2 separate regions of the Zea mays genome follow, and region 1 is linked to region 2. Evidence: chromatin contacts called from public Hi-C data. All regions are on one chromosome and are shown on one strand. Each heading gives the region's core, a stretch centred on a gene start, on an enhancer-like site or on the middle of the called end of the contact. The rest is flanking DNA. Distances are from core to core; before and after follow the strand shown. Region 1 has its middle 130 kb from the start of LOC109943181. Region 2 holds the start of LOC103641248 (ent-copalyl diphosphate synthase).

Region 1 (2,700 bases), core at 106-2,605, 240 kb before region 2:
TAAAAAAAAATAAAGTTACCATTAACCTTATTTTCTCAAGATATTTTTATTTTCTCAAGAGAAATTAGTTTATTTTCTCTTATAAAATTAATATTCCCTTGGAAAAATGGAGTTCTCAAACTAGCTCTAAAAGTGTATAATTACTAGTGGATTCTGTCCATAAAACCAAATATCACTGGATTCTGTCCATAAAACCAAATACAGCAACAATAATTGCTATGATTAGCATAAACGAAGACTGGCGGGCGCCTGGCGGCTAGCAGATTCCCTTAATCTTTATTTCTACAACATCCAATGAAGTTTACAAAACATGAGTGACAGAGAATCTATGACACGATCAAACACTCAAATATATTTTTTTCCATGCACTTGTTAGCAATAAAATATTGTACTAATTAATTAAAGTCAAGGTGCATGCACTGTGATTTATTTGCAGTATTAAGATACTACTTATAACCTCTAGAGCTAATAATTAGTTAGTTGTAAAGGTTCCAAATGTTCCTAACTAATTGTTAGCTAACTCATCGTTAACAAAATTAGTTCATTAGCTGACCCGAGCGAGCCGTCCCTGCGTGCCTTGACCCGGCCAAGTGAGCATCCCCTCGCGTGCGCGCTTCTCGCGAGCCGAGCTGCTCCTCCTGCGAGTTGAGCCGCATGGCCCACATCTGTCTGCTCTGCCATGCCTGCCCCCACACGAGTCGAGGAAAAAAAACTGAGCCGAGCCATAATAGAATCACTTACCCAGTTTAAATGACTAAATAAATGACCTAACAATTATAAATGACTTAACAGTTAACACGCTCGAATGCCTTAATGGGCACTAATAATTTAGTGGACTCAAAATGATTTAGCGAATGATTTAATGTTACCTGAACGCTTGAGTGGCTTAATGTTGCCTAGAACGAAACATAAAAAAAGTCTAAAATCAAAAAATGCCTTAATGTTTCCTGAAATGACTAAACCAAAACAAGAAATGTCTGAGAAAAAAACATGAAGAATAACTGGAAACAAGAATAACTTAATGTTTATTGAAATGACTTAATGTTTACTGGAATGACTTAATGTTGCTTGACTCCTTGAATGACTTTACCTGAACTTTGGAATAACTTATTGTTGTCTGGACGCTAGAATGACTTAATATTGAATGGAATGACTGAACCAAGAATGAAAGATTGCCTAAGAAAACATGAAGAATGACTGAAAATAAGAATGTCTTAATGTTGTATGGACGCCGGATGCCTGAATCAGAATGGAAAATTACTTAACAAACGGGCTGACCGTGGAGAGGACGCGTGCGCGCGAAGGGAGCCGCTCACGGAGAAGGAGCTGATGGGTGGCACAAGGGAGTCGTGTAGGAGAACGAGCCACACGTGGCACGCCAGGGAGCTGCGCAGGGGAGGTTGGTCCAGGTGATGGACCATTGGGTCATTCTACAGCTCCATTTACTCTAACTAGCAAAGTGTCCATACATTGCTACATTTTTATTTTTATGCATGTCTTCATGTTTTATACTCTATATTTATAAATATAAATATAAATAAAAACCGTAGCAATGTATGGACACTTGTTGTTGGGACTAGGGGTGGGCGTTCGGGTTACCCGAAAATTTCGGGTCGAGTAATTCGGGTTTTGAGAATCGATACCCGAAATTACAACGGGTTTTGCAATACCCGAAAATTCGGGTACCCAGAATTTCGGGTTCGGGTTCGGGTATTCCCGAACTACCCGAACTATTGTGTCGGCTTCATAAAAACACATACACCCTATTAAATTAGTATAAAAATATAGTTTGAATAATGATATACATGGACATATAAAACACAAGCAATCTACAATCACGAGTTATGCACACTTACACATAATTATAGATGTACAAATTAATAATTAAGCATGACATGAGTACATGATACATGAAAGTTCGGGTAATTCGGGTATTTCGGGTACCCGATTGTGATACCCGAATTACCCGAAATAATTTCGGGTTTTGCAAGTTGCTACCCGAAATTCCTGAACAAAATTCGGGTTTCGGGTATTTCGGGTTCGAGTTCGGGTATTCCGGGTTTGGGTTTCGGGTTACAGGTTTTTTGCCCAGTCGTAGTTGGGATCGACTGACACGTGGTCATGTGGGCCCAATAACTCGGGGGTGGGGAAGCTCAGGTGCACAACAAAACAGTAGGTAGAGAACTGTATCGTTTTGTTATGAATGTTCTGTCTATGTACATAGCGGGGGTATTTATAAGTAACCGGATGGTAGGTGGGTCCTCTAAGTACTGTTATACCCGTGGTAACCTGCTACATCCCCAGAATATTTCTCCTAATGGGTCATTACAGTGATGTGAGGTACAGTCGGGATAGACATATTATGGAACCTACCCCAAGGAGGGTCTTACAAATGGGCTCATATGGCGTTGGAGCGCAGCCTGGGCCCATTCGTAGAGCGGCGTAGCCTTCGCACGTGCGTGGCGCCCTTCACTCTGCGAAGCCGAGCCTTTGACCTTGTCGGGACTGTCTCATCATGCGAAACTGTCTGAGCAGATGGGGGCGCATTGGCGAGGCTGCAACGAGCCCCCTCTTAAACAGTGCGGCCCTTCGCTCCGACACCTCCAACAGCTCCGGTCGAAGACCTCTATACCGGTACCGGTCGGAGTATCCTTCGCTTCCTATACCTGCTACAAGACATGTTTGATTAATGTTAAAATA
Region 2 (3,082 bases), core at 530-3,029:
AAACGAACAAGGCCTAATATGGTTTGGATTTCGGTAGGTTCTCATATAGATTTACTTTATGTTTATGGCAATTTGAAAGATTATGCTTTCACCTTAATAATAGATGATAACTTAATCAACTAAAATGGTAATGATTAGTCAGTCCACTATATAGTCTTCATATGATTGCTTTAGTGTCACTTACTTATCACAACGAGTACTCAACTTTGCTATTTTCTACAACAACTATGTTGTATATAATGCATCCGCTAGTTAGATGGAGATGGTAGTGATCCAGAAGTATAACGACTATTACCACTAGTTTGGAATTCCATTTTCTCATGGTATTTTTATTTTTCAAGGGAAATTGGTTCATTTTCCCTTGAGAAAATAGAAATTCCTTAGTAAAATGGAGAACCCCATTTTTTCAAGAGATTTCTATTTTTCCTTGAGAAAATGAACTAATTTTCCTTGGAAAAATAGGAATCTCTTGTAAAAATGGATTTCTAAACTAGCACTTAGTGGGAGACCACCCATCAGATTAATTTGAGGTTCCAGGTTTTATAGTTATAAACATTATTTGTTAATCTTTGTTCACTCGTTTCTTGTGTGTAATAATTTATTTATACGATTTATTTAAGTATCATATGATGAAATTTATCTAAATTAATGTCATTGTGTACGTGAAATTGATATTGACACATACATAATTTGTATTTGGTTGTTTATACTCTGTTCGTTTTGGATTAAAGTCGACCGTTTTGACTGCTGCAGCTAGGGATGGGCGGGGCTTGAGCCTCTCCTACCGCTGTCAAGTCCATGGAGCTCCACTAAAGCCTCTCGTAAGAAGGGGTTTCTATACTACAGTGGTTTAGTTTAGTACTTTCCAATTTTTTTTCTGGCTTCGTCTCTGGCTGCAGCTGTAATTTATAGAAACAAAAACATCGTATAAGCAGTAGAAGCCGGTACGGCAAACAGGCTGATAACTGCTACATCAGTACTAATTTAATATGCTTAAGCCTACAGCCGCTTATAAAAGCATACAGATCGATGTAGTTTCTGCACCAAGGCTAGAGCATCCCTGTACAGAGTGGATTGTGATACGGTTAGCATCTTGTATCTAGCTAGCTAGAGTTGGGAATGCAGGCGTCACCCCAACACGTTCCGGTGCTCCGGGCATGGCAACGTCCTTCAATGCGGCCACAACGTTCTCGGCTTCGACGGCCTGGTGGTAAGTCTTATAACAACTATCTTTAAAATTTAAAATAGAGCTCTAAAAATTGAAACATGACTGCATTTAAAATGTTTTAGGGTCTCAAAATTTTTTTACTATAGCAATTAGGTATTAAATAATACTATTTAGGAAATAAATTATATTATTGGGAAATAAATAGCTATAGATTAAGAAGAAACAATGATAGAGATCTAATATATGGGGTACTATATTTAGTATCCTAGAGATCGAGATGAATTTTTATAAGATTGACGCTTTATGATCCTTGGTTCTATATTTCAAAATACAAACATTGTTGAGGGCCTCTCGCGGAGATGCTTCTTGTAATTGAAGTGCCGTCCATTTTTTTTTAGGATTATATTGCCAGTCGGCATTGCATCAAATCCACGAGAAAGTCAATAATTGGTAACTGCCAGGGGCGGAGGGCCCAGTATGGCCTACGCCATATCTCGGCCCATACAAACACCAGCCCATAGATTACCCATACAGCAGCCCACCACGTAAGAAACAGTCCAGCCCAGCTGGTGCCGTTCGCTTGGTGCTTCCTCCCTCAGCGCCGTTGTCCTTTGACCCGGCGCGGCGGTGCCCAACCTCGCTGCTCGTCCGACGCCCGTACGTCGCCCTTCGCGTCCTCCCTCCTTACTCCCTCGCCAAGTCGCCCGACGATGGATCTGCCGCGACCCCAGGCTCCCTGTTGTCGGCGCCCTGCAGACCTACGTCCTGCCCCCTGCTGCATCGATGCGCCCAGGCCCAGCGACCTGCGCGGCTGCGCCCCGGCAGCCGGCGCCCTATGGAAACCCTCCGCTTCGTATCCCCGTGCTGCCGTGCCGCCAGCCTCCGTGAGGGTGAGATCCCCTGTGTCCTTGTTCCTCCTCTGTTTGCACATTGAGATAAGAAGCTTAATGGAACTTTGCTGCTGTATTGATTCATGGCTAGTTTTCAGACATTAAGATATACTAGTTAGTATAGATACCACTTGCACCATTAGCTACCAGATTAAACAGCTCAGCCCGTAGATTGAGTAGAGCGTCCGCGTGAGAGGGGAAGGATGGCGGTACGTCGCCTAGGTCTGGGGTTCGCTTTTTTGCTGCTATGAAGATAACCAGAGCAGCGGCCCGTATGGATGCTGCTCCCTAGAGACTACATTTATTTCATAGCTTCTAGTTGCTAATCGCCAGTAGTATCACAAAAGAATAGCTATTCGTACTCCTTTCTAGTTTCTACACGAGAAGACAAAAGACAAAGAAAAAGCAGTCACCATTGAGGAAGAACTAGTGACCAAATTAGGAAGGAAATAAACAAAAATAAGACATGAAATCACCGCGCAGCCATCCGCGCGACTGCGTCCTGCACTCCTGCTGTCTGCTCCCCACAACTCCTCCGTCTCAACCTCCCGTGTCACCTCCCTCAGTCCACCCAGTCAACCGCGCTTCCGCTCCGCTACTACCTCCTGCCACCGGCGAAGCCCGGGCAGGCTGGGCTCTGGCTCCGCCACCGACTATCTCCGAACTTTTATATATGATGTTCGCACATGTTTTAGACAGTCAGAATTAGTTCATTTGCCTTGTTGGAAAATGTCTTGTATTTCCAACCGGAGGTATAAGAATATATTGCCTCTTACTACATTAAAACTATTGCAAAAGAGCATGATATCTAATAGCCGTCTCTAACCATGTTTGTTGTGTTGGGTTAGATTATCTTCTCGCTTTCACCTTTTTTTGGAATACAATGAGTTTATGCACTACTACCATACCTTATTTTCCGTTTCTCCTTCACTAACTGCATGCCAAGAGAAAGCAATATATTATACTCCCTCCGTTCATAAATATATGACACCATTGACTTTTTTAAAAAAACTTTGACCACTCG

What was found. Hi-C and Micro-C count contacts between places; a contact is called where the count stands out from the background.
Region 1: a contact with region 2 is called in a Hi-C map of tassel, with 2.7 times the contacts expected there. The contact joins the enhancer-like site here to the promoter of LOC103641248 in region 2. A contact is called at or near these places in 2 of 25 Hi-C or Micro-C datasets (ear and tassel).

What each region holds. Positions count from the first base shown.
Region 1 is chr10:77,194,751-77,197,450 of Zm-B73-REFERENCE-NAM-5.0, reverse strand. No RefSeq gene overlaps it. Among protein-coding and RNA genes, the nearest start is that of LOC109943181, 130 kb to the left of the region's middle. Within about 2 kb of position 1,355, at least 12 of the 20 cell types and tissues checked have an H3K27ac peak or open chromatin away from gene starts, as enhancers often do. A contact at or near this core is called in ear and tassel, where this site is marked.
Region 2 is chr10:76,952,379-76,955,460 of Zm-B73-REFERENCE-NAM-5.0, reverse strand. It overlaps LOC103641248 (ent-copalyl diphosphate synthase), which reads left to right and starts at 1,779. Exons shown (of 11, transcript NM_001361169.1): 1 at 1,779-2,058. The coding sequence starts at 1,879.